3 separate regions of the Gossypium hirsutum genome follow, and all the other regions are linked to region 3. The links are chromatin contacts, called in public Hi-C maps. All regions are on one chromosome and are shown on one strand. Each heading gives the region's core, a stretch centred on a gene start, on an enhancer-like site or on the middle of the called end of the contact. The rest is flanking DNA. Distances are from core to core; before and after follow the strand shown. Region 1 holds the start of LOC107886049 (ATP-dependent zinc metalloprotease FTSH 7, chloroplastic). Region 2 holds the start of LOC107887565. Region 3 holds the start of LOC121224640 (acyl-coenzyme A thioesterase 13).

Region 1 (4,764 bases), core at 488-2,987, 240 kb before region 3:
GTAGCATATTAAGTGGAATAATATTTAAAATACCACAATTTCTTCAAGTTCCTCCTTTGCCTCATCAACACCAGCCACATCAGCGAAAGTTATTGTTTCACCTTGTTCAGAGGCTTTTGAACCCCCAGAACTCCTTGTCTTGCGATTCCTAATCTGACCAGCTGTATGCTGCATATATGCATGATTCAAATCAGAACTATCAGTACTACAAAAACATTAATGTACTCAAAGAGCTTACAAGCAAATTCAAACCTGAGAAAAATTCACAGGGAACCGATGGAGAAGTCCCGCAAGAACAGCAACATAGAACAAAGCTATCTGCAAAAGAGAGGAAGTCAAATAAAAAATCCACAGACGTATACAAACACATGATTTAGAAAGAACCAAATGAACGGAGTAACTGAAGGTATTCTTGTCCCAAATTATAACCAATCATAGTCCACCAACTACAACCTCTACATTCCTGCCACCTGAAGAGGAAATAGATTACCCAATAATAGAGGGCCCATCAGATCACTCTTTGAGATTCCTAGTCCAAAGAAGGCAAGAGAAGATCCTCTCCTCTCCTAGATTACATACTTCAATCAGGCAGCCTACCACAAAAAAACTGCTACCCCCAACAAAACCATTACCATTCAACTGGTTAACTCATTAAGAACTCTAACAAAAGCTTCTTCTTTTTTTTTTTAAAAAAAAAGAAGCAATTAATCTAGTTTCATTCAAATCATGACAACAAACAAAAAACACAACTTACCAATGCAGAGTTGAAGAATCCACCAGATGGCTTATCGGGAGACCCGAACTCCACATCGTTTTCCAGCATCTTCTCATATGGAGTCTTAATATCACTAGGCCGAGTTGTTGTATATACAATTCGCTTTGTAGGCGCCACACTCCTCAACAAGGACTCCGACTCCTGAAACTTACCAATTTCACTCTCTTGAACGCTCCCTTCGTTCTTCAGTTTGAACATTACATGAACTCCATCAACCTCCACCTTTTGAACCTGATTACTATTAATCTTATTCAAAAACTCGCTGTAAGGAACGCTGACAAAAGTCGTCGGGATCCTAGGCTCGGACCCGGGCAACGGAATCCCGGGTCGGAGCAGTCGCATAACGAACATAACAACACCCAACTGTAAAAGCAAAACACCAATTTCTTGAGCTTGAACTATCGGTTGCCACTGCCATTTCTTTCCTTTGGACCTCCACAACCCGCTTCTTCCACCCTTTTCTCCTCTCTGATTAGTCGAACCCCCCGAATTTGACGGACTCTGTTTCTGCGTCACTCCTTGCCCACCTTCGCTTTCATTTTTCTCGCCGGAGCTCGCCTTCGAATCGCTGCTGTCCGTACAATTAGCCAAAATTTTGCTCTCTTTGAACCTTAATTTACCTCTTCCGTAAAGATTTAATCTCTCGTGGTTTCCCACAACGGCGACGTTCTTTAGGGTGGAAGTGATAGAATTGGGGAAGAAACGGTTCGTTTTTTGTTGCAAAACCCTAAACCGAATGGCTTTGAAGTTTAATCCATGTAGATAAAGAAGATTAGAGTAAGAATTTGTGCTGAATTTACCGTGGAATGTTATCGTCGCCGGTCGTAGAAATTCAGTAGATAACATTGCCGGAAACCTAAAAAAATCAGGAATAATCTTTTTTTCAAAATATAAATTAAAAATAGGATGATTTATATGTTCGTTTTAGTTAGCGTTTTTATCTGCAAAAAGTCGTAGAGATAGAGACACGATAATAGAGCATTAGCGAAAGATATTATTATGGGAGAATTTGAGCCGTTGGATTAGAGAAAAATCATTGAGTCTTCGTTTCATCAGGAGCAAAAGGGACAAAGATTAGGGGATTAACTGCACCAAACGTCCTTAAATTACTATCTAAATTTTAAATTTGTCCTTGAATTTTAAAATCCTTTATTTGTGATCTTGAAGTATTAATATTATAACAATCATGTCTTTTAGTTAATATACACATCAATTTTGGCATTAAATTCCAATATGAATATGACTATATCATATTTAAAATAGGTAAATCAAATTATAAATATATTTAGAAAATTTTTATTTGATAATTTTAAAAATAAATGCATAGTCTTCTTAAATTTTATTAACATGTGTGCATCCAATGCATTGACAATTTTGATTAAATGTGATAGGTACATAATTTTTCAATTCGATCCATATGTTTTAAGATACTCTATGTTGAAGCTGAATTAGTATTTAATTAATGGTTAGGCTAAAAAAAAGCTTTGATTATACAATACTTATCCTTTAAAGGCTCAATTAGAATATTTTGAAATTTAAAGATCAATTTAGATTTTGAGCAATAGTTTGAGGATATTTGATGGAATTAACCCTTGGCGTTTGGAGGATTACATAGAAGTTTGTGACGTGTGATTAAGATTGAGCGGCGACCACATGTTTGGAACTGATTGGTAGCCACATGCTTGGTTACATTAGGGCCTTAGCTTTGGATTTTTTACGTTTTTATGGGCTTTAATTTGGGCTATTTTGTCTTGCCCAAATAATGGGCTATTTTGCGTGCATCCTTTTACGAGTAATTTGTAATTTTTTTAAGATTTTCAGGTGATTTTTTTCTTTTTTGAAATATCTTATATCTATTTTCTTGATACAATACTTAAAACTATTCATATTCCCTCCTCAATTCATAAATAAGTAAGAGGATAATATACTTCAGCGCAATCTAACCCACGTCCTCTTGTTTTGACAACAATGCTCATACCAATCGAGTTAAAACGCAATTGACTTCATATAGGTTTTAATTGTATAGTCAAATAATAATATTAAAATGAATTCAAGTAGAGGGCACTTAAGTAACGTATTAGACACAATTGTGTTGTATTAGTTGTAAACCTTCTTTGTTAAAGAATGGTTTGATTTACAAAAAATCATTTTTAAAAATAATTTTTTTTTTGAAAATGTTCTTATGTGTCACAATTTAATTATTAGTTAGTCGATGTGGATTGTCTCTTTCTCTTCCCAACACTAACTTTAGTAGATATAAGAGTAGATATGTTTTATCAGGATTAAATAGATCTAGAACAAATTCTTTATAAATAATACCATTGTTGATACAATGATTGTTTAAAGTATTAAAAAGAGAGGGGAAACAAAGTTAACATTTTTCTCATGACTTATATTTTTTTAAAGGGCAAATTTGTAAAGATGATTTTCATTCTCAAAGTAAATGATATATATATTATCGCAGATGTAATTTGACAATTCTTACATCAATATTATTGTTAGTGTAGAAGGACATGAGTTCGAGTATGTTGAAGTGTATTATCCTCCTATTTAAGGGTTGATGAGAGATTATGGATAGTTTTAAGTATTGTATAAAAAAATACAAATATGATAACAATCTATACTAAGATTAATATTAAAAAACAATAATATTTTTTAATTCATTAATTTTAATTAATAGAAATGTAAAAACAATCTAATTTAACAGGCACAAGATTCAATTTAACTTTTGCTTAGGTTCTGGATGGTTTTTTGGAACTATGGCGGCAATAATACATTTCGGTGTATCCAAAAATTTTCCAATTTTAAAAATTTTCCGACTTCTCATTTTCTAATCAACAAAAATACATCCAAGTAAGAACCAATAATTAAATATTAAATTTTATAGATGTGGGTGAAAATAAATTTTAATATTAAAATTATATTTTTAAAAAACCAAAAGAAAAATAGAAACAATTGAGTTTTAGGCGAAATGAATACTTTTCCAAAAATTAGGTTTAAATCTTAAATACAGTATCTTTAGTTCATTTATGTAAACATTTAATATAGAAATAGTAAAAGATGAAAATATCATTATATTGTTATAAGAAAACGATAAAACAATAAATAAAAGTGAATGAAAATAGAATTTTTCTCTTTTTTTTTATTTCACTCAGGTAAGGATTCTATTTATAATTTATAAGTAATTAACATTCAATGCAATACCATAAATGAAGCTTGCTTAAGTGCTTCATTAATGCATATATTAAACATTGCATAATGAAGGGGAGGTTTTACCTCATAAATGATGGGGTGTTAGAATATGGACATTCACATTTATTTATAACACTCCTTCTTGGATGTCTACTAGAGAAAACAGTGCCTCATTAAAACCTTTATTAGGAAAAACCATGTGGGATAAAAATCTACTAAAGGAAAAATAGTACACAATCTCTTATTACAAGTTACCTTGTTAAAAACCTTTATCAGGAAAACCTAGTGGGACAAAACCTTGGTTAAAGGAAAAGAGTACAACATGTTTTAGACTCCCCTAATGACGACATCGCATTATATCTTTGAGTCGACGCATTTCAATCTTGTTTCATAGTCTTTCAAATGTTGAAGTTGGCAATGCCTTGGTAAAAAGATCCGCTAAATTATCACTGAAATGAATTTGTTGAACTTCTATGTCACACTTCTTCTCAAGATCATGAGTGAAGAATAATTTTGGTGAAATGTGTTTCGTTCTGTCACCTTTGATATAGCCACCCTTTAATTGAGCTATACATGCTGCATTATTTTCATATAAGATAGTTGGCATATTTTCCTGTAAAAGGGAAATTATATCTTCTAGATATGTTGGGTTAATAACCTTAGTTAAACACACTCTCGACTTGCCTCATGCATTGCAATTATTTCAGCATGATTTGAAGAGGCAGCAGGTAATGTTTGCTTTGTCGAACGCCATGATATGGCAGTACCTCCACATGTAAATAAATATCCCGTTTGAG
Region 2 (5,113 bases), core at 2,218-4,717, 210 kb before region 3:
TTATGTACTTATGAACTTACTAAGCATGTCAATGCTTACCCCATTTTATTTTTCTGTCTTCTGTAGTTGCATCTTTACGAAATTTGGCTATCGGACCACTTCCAGAGCTCACACTATCCAACATCTCTATTGGTAATCTTTGGTTCATCTTGTTCAGTTATAAGTGGCATGCAATAGGTGTGATATATATATATATGTGTGTGTGTGTGTGTGTGTGTGCGCGCGCGCGCGTGCGTGCGTGCGTGCGTGCGTGCGTGCGTGCGTGTGTGTGTGTGTGTGTGTGTGTGTGTGTGTGTGTGTGTGTGTGTGTGTGTGTGTGTTGGGTGTTCAAATTTATGAATTTGCCCATTTTGGTATGTTTATTTTGGTATTGTATTAAAGCAAGTTTATGGAATTGTTTTGGTAAGTTGAACTATACTTATGCTCGTATAATACGAAAATGTATATAACTAGCTTGAATGTGTGCTAAGGGATTTAGAACGTGATAGTTGGATGAATGCATAAGTTATAGGTGAATGGATTAAAATAGTTTAGTTGATTACGGTGCCAATTGTGGCATATTGATTAGACATTTAGGAATACTTTATAAGTTATATTTTGAGCATGAAATGTGAATATTTGAGTAGGTATTGATGTTAGTAAAGCAATACATTATAGGTCTTTGAATAAGGTTGAGCCAAATTTGTACATTAGATGCTTTGTCCTGCACACACGGTTTGCCACATGGTTGGGTATATCACATGGTTGGTTGGTAGGGCCGTGTGCTATTGGTAATTTAGATGCATGAATGTTGACATGGTCTCAATCTCTCACATGGCCTAGCCACACGGCTATGAGAATGTTTGCAAAATTTTACAACTAGGTCCACACAACCACAGTTTTTTACGCGGCTTGACAAAACGGCCATGTGACCCTTGTTTACTGAAATTTTCATATATTTTATTAAGTTTACAATTAAGTCCCTATTTATTTTCAGGATGTTTTAAAAGCTTTCGTAAGCTCGTTTGGGACTCAGATTGATGTGTAAATCATTGCATACTTAAGTTATGAACATTTTAATGATTGTTTTGATTGCTAAATGTCGAATTTACATGTATTTATTCCATTATCTTCTATAGCATCGTGTAGTTTGAGTTCGACAACTGAACCGGGTATAGAGTGTTATAGAAGAGCTGCTACAAGATATTTCGTGAGGACGATGTTCTTTCCTTTGGAGGGCACTCTCTAAGGTTTGGCCTTTACTCCGAGAGAATCTAATTTGCTCTGTGGGAAATGTGGACAATATTCATTGTTGGAAGGATTTGTGAATTTCATATGTGGGACCTTTAATTCATTAGGTTCTGCCTCATTCTAATGTCAATCAAGACTGTTTGCTTAGTGAGATGATTACTGAGAGGGAACTTGGAATTTGAAGCTTTTTCGTATTTAGTTGCTGGAGGAGATTATTAGGCGTATTGTGAGTATTCCCCCACCACACATCTCTGTGGGTTGTGATAGGATTATTTGGCTCAAATTTTAACTGGCTTCTTCTCCCTTAAAAGTGCTTACTAGAGTTTACAGGAAAGATAATAGAGCTTGAGGGACGCGAAATATAATATTCTGTGGAATTTTCAAAGTTCCTAGAGAGTTAGATTCTTCATCAAGCTTGTTTTGAAACAACGCCTACTTATCAATGTGGAGTGAGTCAAGTGAGGTATAAGGCATAATAGTTCTTGTAGACTGTGTGGACATCATTTTGAGGATATCTTACATACCATCAGAGATTGCCCTACAACTAAGGAAATTTGGAAACAGGTTTTGTCAAATGAGTTGTGTGGGGTTTTTTTTGCAGGTAATCTTCATGAATGGGTTAAGTCTAATTTACTTAATCCTTCTAAACTAGCTATGGGCGAGGTTGTTTGGTTGAGCTTATTTGGTTTGATAGCCTGGAGAATATGGAAAAATCAGAACATTTTCATCTTCCATGGGTCTCTTTGAAAAGTAAGTGACATTGTTAAAAATTCATACACCTGGGTAGAACAGTTTGCTTCTTTTCATGGGAAGGATTTGTCTAGACAATAGACACCGAGGCCATTTATTCCTATACCGGAGAATTAGATTAAATTATGCACTGATGGTGCGGTGCAAGATATGTTTGGAATTGCTGCAGCTGGGGGAGTCCTAAGGTATGGAAATGAGGATTGGATTATGGGATATAATAGATTTTTGGGTGAATGTTCCGTCTTTGATGCTGAATTGTAGGTCATTTTCGATGGGTTGGCCCTTATCCAAGATAAACGATTTTAGGGCGTGATGATTCCAAAAGCTAGTTTGGAGGTGGTCAAGGCTATTCAGGATTTCTCTTTGGCAGATTCAAACTCTACCCTCATTAGAAGAATTAATCAACTCTTAGTGAATGTTGGACATTGGGTCATGCAATATATTCCTAGGGAGTTAAACGAAATTGCAAATTGTATGGCTAAATTGGCTTTTGATATAGGACAAAACTTGACGATGTTTGAAAAGACCCCAAAGGAGGCGTTAGCAATCTCTCCTATTGTCAAAACAAGTGTTAGCCTTGCTCAAAAGTCCTCTGTGTAGTTAGTTTGTCTTTAAGTTTGTTTTCTTTTCACAAAAAAAAAAAACATCATATACATATTTTTATTGATTTTTGTTAAAATAAAAGACTAAAGTACTCTTAGTTCATAATTTTTCTAACTGACTTGGTCTGGTTGACTTAATTTTCCTAATCGAATTTGTGTCTGGTTGACTTGTAACACAAACTCAATCAAGAACTAGACTAAAGTACCCTAAAATGATATAATTTAGTTTAATTAAAAAAAGATATTCTCATAATTTTCCTAATCGAATTGGTACTCGAGACATTAACTTAATTAGAGACTTAATTTTTTTGATAAAATGTTGAATGGTTACCATTAATAATACAAGAATAAAAACTAAATGACACATGTCCTAACCTATCAATCACCATTAAAAAGGTAATAGACCCTAATTAATGAGAAAGCTGAAAAGTGAAATATTTCCTAAAGGACTGCCATCGTTAAAAACAAAAAAAAATCCATTTCCTACTACCATAAATTAGAGACTTAATTAAAAGAATAGATATAGACAAACATATTATATATAAATATAGATATAGATGCAAGCATTATAGTACAACGAAGAAATAATAGTATAAAAATAAATAAGTAATTATTAAAGTAATTAAAAATAAAAATGATTCTGTTAAATAGATTTCAATTGTGTTGGGAAGGTGTATATTTTAGAACCAACACCTATTTAACTCTTCTAATGTATAATTTAAAGATTTAATTATTTTTCAAATGAAGTGAAGTTTTAATTAATTCAATTAAAAATTATATCTACGTATTTTCATTGCTAAAAGCCAAAAAGTGAACAAAACCAATTTAACTAGGGCTTTTATTCTTGGATAACCCCTTACCCTGCTTTTATTAAAAAGAAACGGGTGACACTCAAAATATTACAGGTAGGTTGAGTAAAATATTACCGATAATGATGCGATATTAACTGTCAGTTCTTCGTATACCTGTTTTCTATTTTGTCCTATATTGTCCCCATGAATCCAGGGAAGAAGAGAAAAAGAAATGGCAGAGAAAGCCCTAAATTGAAGGATCTAAGAAAGCTATCCACCAAAAAGAAGTTTTCTAAAAAAAAAAAACAAATCGAAAACCCCATGTCCAAAACCACTCCCTCACCCCCCCCTATTTTACTTCTTCCTGTTTTTTGCTAAAAAAAGAGAGAATTCTATTATGTTTGAAATGCATGTTTTAGCTGAAATCTTTAGTCATTTCCTTGATGTTTACTACGTATAATGGATTATTAGCACCCAATTTGTTTGTTTCTCTTATTGCTTTGTTTCTGAAGATAAATTAATATATATATTTTTTAAAAAAATGAGTATTGATGCAAAGGGTATCCAACTTTTTGTCTGGAGAATTATTAGATTTTCTGGAATTTGTTGCTATAAATTTGGACGAAAATACCCAGATGTTTCAGGGTTTTTGATCTTTGTTTTCCTTTTGTACATATTTTTCCCTCATGTTTTCTTGAATTTTATGTACATTTCCCCTATTATTGTCTGCACTGCTGTTTTTATCCGATTTTATTTCAAAACCAAGTATGCTGCATCCCGATGGCTAAAGAAAAAAGAGATTGCAGATGGAAAAGTTGTAAATACATCAAACGAGGCTTCATTGCGACTCCAGAAAAGTGTTCGACGAAATGCTCGAAAGGAAGTGCTAGAATGGGATGGAAAACATAGTGAGGAAAAAGACATGCTTTTTGTGAGAAGTACTTGTGATAGTCCGTCTAGTAAAACTAATTTCTTGGAAGAAAATTCCAAGGTTACCTTCGATAGGGTAGGAAGTTCTAGCAGTGAACATGGAGAGGGTTCCCCCCATGACGAAACTGGAAATCCGAATTTGGTCTTTGATAGTGAGACATCGAAACCTCATCGGGTGTTGGATGATAGCTTTCAAGGGTCATCAGGAACAGGTCCTCGTGCTCGTGCTCGTGCTCGTGGTGTCAACAGCTTGGAAGAAGCGAATGATGCTGGGAATAAGGCTACGAATCGTATGGATCTTGGGTTAACTGAGTTGGAAAGAAACAAAAGGCTGCAAAGTTTAATTGCCAAACGTAGAGCAAAAAAGTTGTTTAGAATGGCAATTGAGAAAAGCCTGATGGGTATCAATGGTATTCCTCCTTCTCAAATAGCTCCCATTCTAACCGCTAAAATCAACAATGGTGAGTTTTCAAGTCATCTTGATGAAGACGATTTACCGATGCCTGGTTCAGCCCCTTCCTTATTGTTGCCTAAACAGAATTCATTTGACCTTCCTTATGATCCACTTGAAGAAAAACCCAACCTTATGGCCGATAGTTTCCAACAAGAATTCATGCCAGCCAATCTCTTCTGCAGACACGAAAGCTTCCGTCAAGGACCTTTGTTTACATTTCCATCTTCTCAATATCCATATGGTGCCGAGTTTAACACGTATTATAGCGGTGAGAAAAGGCTTTTTGAATGGAAGCCAGGTAAGATCAAGTTAATAAATATATTTTTCATTGTTGAGATCTTTCTTTTATTTGGTTT
Region 3 (4,611 bases), core at 942-3,441:
AAACTAACAATAAAAACATGAATTTCTTTGAAACCAAGCAAATGAGAAACTGTAATAGAGAAGTTCTATTTTTCAAAGTCAAAACTTTTAATTGTCTTCAAAATTTTAAATTATTTTCATTGGCAATCAGATTCTACAATCAATTTCGTATACCAAAAAATCTATAATAAATTTTAAAGGGATCATGAATGAATATGGTGGGGATTTTTTTAAGTATAAAATTTTCTATAAAATTTAAATTTGTATTTCTTTTTTTTGCTTTACAATTATATCTCCAATAAACGTTAAAAAAATAGTCAGTGACATCAGTTTTTCCTCCAAAAGAAAATGGACGATTATTTTTCAAAAATAAAAATCTTAAATAGGGTTTGTACAAATTGTTATATTTATAATAAAGAATTAATAAGTTCTTTATCGTCTCTTCCAAGATCTGTTGTTTTCGTTCTTAAATAGGAATTTGAGTTGCTTTTTTAAGAATTTAATATTTTTAAATGAATTCGAGCACAAAAAGGGATGGAAAATTTTCAAGCCTTCTTTCTAAAATGGTGGGTACAAAGATATATGAATTTTTTCATCTTTAAATGTTAAGTAAAATAGGAGGATAATGCATTTCAACACATTCAAACTCACATCATTCCGCAAAAGTAACAATGCTCATGCCAGTCGAGCTAAAACTCAATCAACAAAATGTAATCTTTTTTAAAATAAGTTTAGTATAATTCTAAATAAAATAAATTTACATATCTTTCTCATATAAGATTTTGCATATAATATATCGGATTGGCATCCAACAAGTTACAATAACTCATATCACATGCCATGCTTCCAAGAAAGCATTGACTTTAGTAAAATAGTACGGCATCTAGCACTGGACTAGAGTTTGCTAGATTGATTACCAAACAAGAGTTTGCTAGATTCATTACCATACAAGGAATGACGACCTTCGGCAATTAACTCCCCTGTTGCTTTGTTTCTGATATGAACAAGTGTTCCTGCATATCCTCCTCTTTCTCCTAATGCCTTTGAGGTAATCTCTAACTCATCCTGCAAACCGGATTACAATCCTATTAAAACAACCACTAATTCTTCTTATCTGAATCCACAATATCTACGTAAAAAAGTTTGGATATCTACAAATATCCGAATCTGTATTATCCATTGTCATCCCTAGCTAAACCTAAAGTGATTCACCCAAAAACTCATTTAGCAAACCTAATGATATAAATCCCATATGACCAAACTTGAAACAACCCAAACTCAAAATGATCTAAAATCGAAAGTAGTCAAAATACCCTATTAGAAACCTCTCGAATTCATCCAATCCAAAAACCAAAACAACCCGCTTTAGATAGATCCAATCTCACATCCTCTTTTACAACTTTTAACCAGCATACCTTTCTATTATTCCCAAGTCGGATAGTGAAAAACTCAATCTGACTTAAGTTCATGATCAAATTGGCAAACACAGAAATCAAGAAATAAGTAACAGAGTTGGATTACTTTCTGAAAACATTCAAATGCACTACTATAAGAAATTATTAGTACTAAATCCAAAGCAACTCACAACATTAAAAGCCCTAGAAATTCTTGATTGAATTCATGAAAAAAGATTACTTACACCGAGCTTAGCAGTTCCCAGAAACGAAATGGACATATCCACTGAAACTTTCATAGGAACACCAATGACAAAGACCGCTGACCCACCGACTTCATCCACAATATTCGCAATTGCGCCCGTTGCTAAATTTCCATTTTTATCCTGCCAAAGTTCATTTATTCAACAAAAACAAAATCAAACTCAAATCATATTATTCTAATTCAACAGAATCTTAGATCGGGGGTTTTTGGAAAGCTTACGGTGAGGCGAGGAGGAACTTTGAAAGTGCAGGAAACGAAGCCAGGCTCAACCTTGTCGACACGGATGCCGCGTAAGCCGAAATCATTGTAGAAGCTACGCTCGTAACCGACTCGGTGGGGGTGAATAGTGAGTCGTGACACTGTATCCTCTGCTTCTTTGTCTAGTTGCAGGAGTTCCTTCACCTTTTCCATGTCTGATTTCCCTTAGATCTCGTGCTGAGATTGTGAGAACTGAATACCTGGAGATTCAACAGTTAAAACTTAAAAAGTCGTTGCTCTGTTACCTGTAATTCAATTGGGGCTGGGTCAGTCGGATTGGACTTCATTTTTGTCCTTTATGCTGGTTTTTCAAGTCTTTTAAGCTTAAGTACTAGATTGGGCCAAGAGAAAACAACTTACCATTTACCAAATACTAATATGAGTCTAAGAAATTTTTGAATATATTAATATAGATTTTATTGTTGGAATTTTTCATTTTTTTTATTATTTATAAGATTTATGACTTTAATTTTACTAAAATATTTGGTTAAATAAATTTATTTTATAAAAAAATTTATCGTACTTATAAATAAGAATTTTAATTCTATTAAAAATTTTGTTAAATAATAAATAAATGTTTTAAAATTCATATATTTAAATTATTATATTTCCATTAACTAAAAAAATAAAAATAGAAAATTATATTACTTTTATTTTAAAATGATTTTTTAATTATTTATATAATAAATAATTTATTTTATATAATCTAATTTAAAATATTATAATTTATATTATCTATCAACTATTATGGTCAATTTATTGACTATTAATATAAGAAAATTTTGAACAGTGTCGTACAAATGTTTCAATAATAATTGGGATTTTTTTTATTAACATCATTTTTGAATCAAAATAACTTTTATTATTTTGAATAATTTTATTTTCTATTAATTATGTGAAACAAAATTATATTCAACACTGAATATAATCAATATTCTTAATTATGATTTGATTTTTATAATGAATTATATATAAATATCTTTATAAATACAAATTTTTAAAGGCTTAATATATTATTTGGTACGTAAATTTGATACTTTTATTCTAAAGTAGTACCTATATTTTTTGAGATTTATTGTGGTACTTATATTTGATAAAAATTATACATCAATAAATAAAAAGTAATGATATTAATTTATTAATATTTAATTTAAAATTTAAAATTAATTTAATTAAAATTCATAATTAATTAACAATAATAACAATTAACTCTCTTCAAAATCCTAAAATTCAAAAAAAAAATCACAACCACCAATGAATTCCTTGAAAAAGAGGAATAAACCTATATAAAAAAATGTTATAAAAAGTCAATGCAATGTTATAAAGTTAATTCTGCAGTTTCTACTTCATGAAAAATCTGCGAATGAAGCTTGGGTTATCTCAGATGGCTTCAGCCGCCTGGAAAGATCAGTAGACTGTAATTAATAAATTAGACACAATATTTGTATTTATTTGATAATCAACTATTTTTGGATCTAAAAAATTATATATTAATTTAATATTTTTTAACTTGGTATTTATTCTTTTTACCGCGTGACAAAATGTAAGATTGTATATCAATTATTGGTTGTCAATGTCACATCAACATATTTTAATAATGTTACTTAGGTATTTAAAAATGGTATCGAGTTGCTTTACGATTTTCAAGTTTAGGTACCAATTAGGTCAAAAAAAAGTTTAGATGCTAAATAGGTATAAGTTACCCAAGTCTAGGTACCTTTATATATATTAAACTTTAAAAAAATTCACAATTAACACTAAATGTATTATATTAACAAAAGGGTAAACTACCAAAATAGTCACTTTTGTTTACCTTAGGTTACATTTTAGTCACTTATGTTTGTAACAACCCGTTTTTAGGGTTAATTGGAACAGTGGTTTTGGGACCACAATCCGACATTAAAAAAATTATTTTATTATTATTTTAATATTTACAACATGATATTAGCGTTGTGTGAAATTTTCGTAAATAAATTTTATTGTTTAAGTGATTAATTCGGTAAAAATGACTAAATCACGTAAAGTGTAAAAGTTGTGTTCTATAAGCTAAATGTGTCAAATAGCTATAGAACTTAAAAGTGAAGGTCCTTATGTGGTAAATAGCCCATTTATGAGATAGTGGATGATAGTGGAGCGGCAATTTGTATAATTACTAATGTTTTTAAAGGTTAATTAAGTAAATAGTTAATAAAGGGTAATATTAATAAAACAAAAGCCAAATATAATCATCTTTCATCCATTTTACAACCGAATATAGGGTTTATAACAGCCATGGATGAGCTTGATATTTGGCCATGGCGTTTTTGCTCAAATAGGTACGGTTTTAGCTCCGTTTTTAATAATTTCTACGTTTTTAAGATTGTTGTAGCTTAGTCTAGCTAACCCGGGGACTAATTTGAGAAACTGTTAAAGATTTTATGAGATTCCATTGATGAATATTCATGCTTTTTGATGATTTTTGATGAAATATGTAAGTTAGATGATAGTTTTACATATTTTACAAAGTGATTTTAAGTAAAAATGTAAATTATGGGCTAATTTGTGAAATTATGAAATTATGTAGTTAAAAGTGTGATTATTTGGAAAATTTGAGCTACTAAGGCAATAAGAAGAATTCGGCTAAGCATGGGTATGATGAAATTGCATGCAATTGTGATTTTATGTGATAAGGACTAAATTGCAAAAATGTGAAATAAAAGGGGCAAAAGTGTAATT

What was found. A called contact is a pair of places that touch in the nucleus more often than the background predicts.
Region 1: a contact with region 3 is called in a Hi-C map of leaf, with 2.5 times the contacts expected there. The contact joins the promoter of LOC107886049 here to the promoter of LOC121224640 in region 3. A contact is called at or near these places in 2 of 34 Hi-C or Micro-C datasets (callus and leaf).
Region 2: a Hi-C map of leaf shows a contact between it and region 3, with 2.5 times the contacts expected there. The contact joins the promoter of LOC107887565 here to the promoter of LOC121224640 in region 3. A contact is called at or near these places in 7 of 34 Hi-C or Micro-C datasets (leaf and petal).

Annotation. Positions count from the first base shown.
Region 1 is chrA03:10,620,890-10,625,653 of Gossypium_hirsutum_v2.1, reverse strand. LOC107886049 (ATP-dependent zinc metalloprotease FTSH 7, chloroplastic) reads right to left here and starts at 1,737. Exons shown (of 13, transcript XM_041108320.1): 1 at 755-1,737; 2 at 253-318; 3 at 34-168. The coding sequence starts at 1,621.
Region 2 is chrA03:10,593,283-10,598,395 of Gossypium_hirsutum_v2.1, reverse strand. It overlaps LOC107887565, which reads left to right and starts at 3,467. Exons shown (of 6, transcript XM_041108307.1): 1 at 3,467-5,055. The coding sequence starts at 3,915.
Region 3 is chrA03:10,383,609-10,388,219 of Gossypium_hirsutum_v2.1, reverse strand. LOC121224640 (acyl-coenzyme A thioesterase 13) reads right to left here and starts at 2,191. Exons shown (of 3, transcript XM_041108293.1): 1 at 1,858-2,191; 2 at 1,619-1,759; 3 at 727-1,044. The coding sequence starts at 2,049. The coding sequence ends at 874.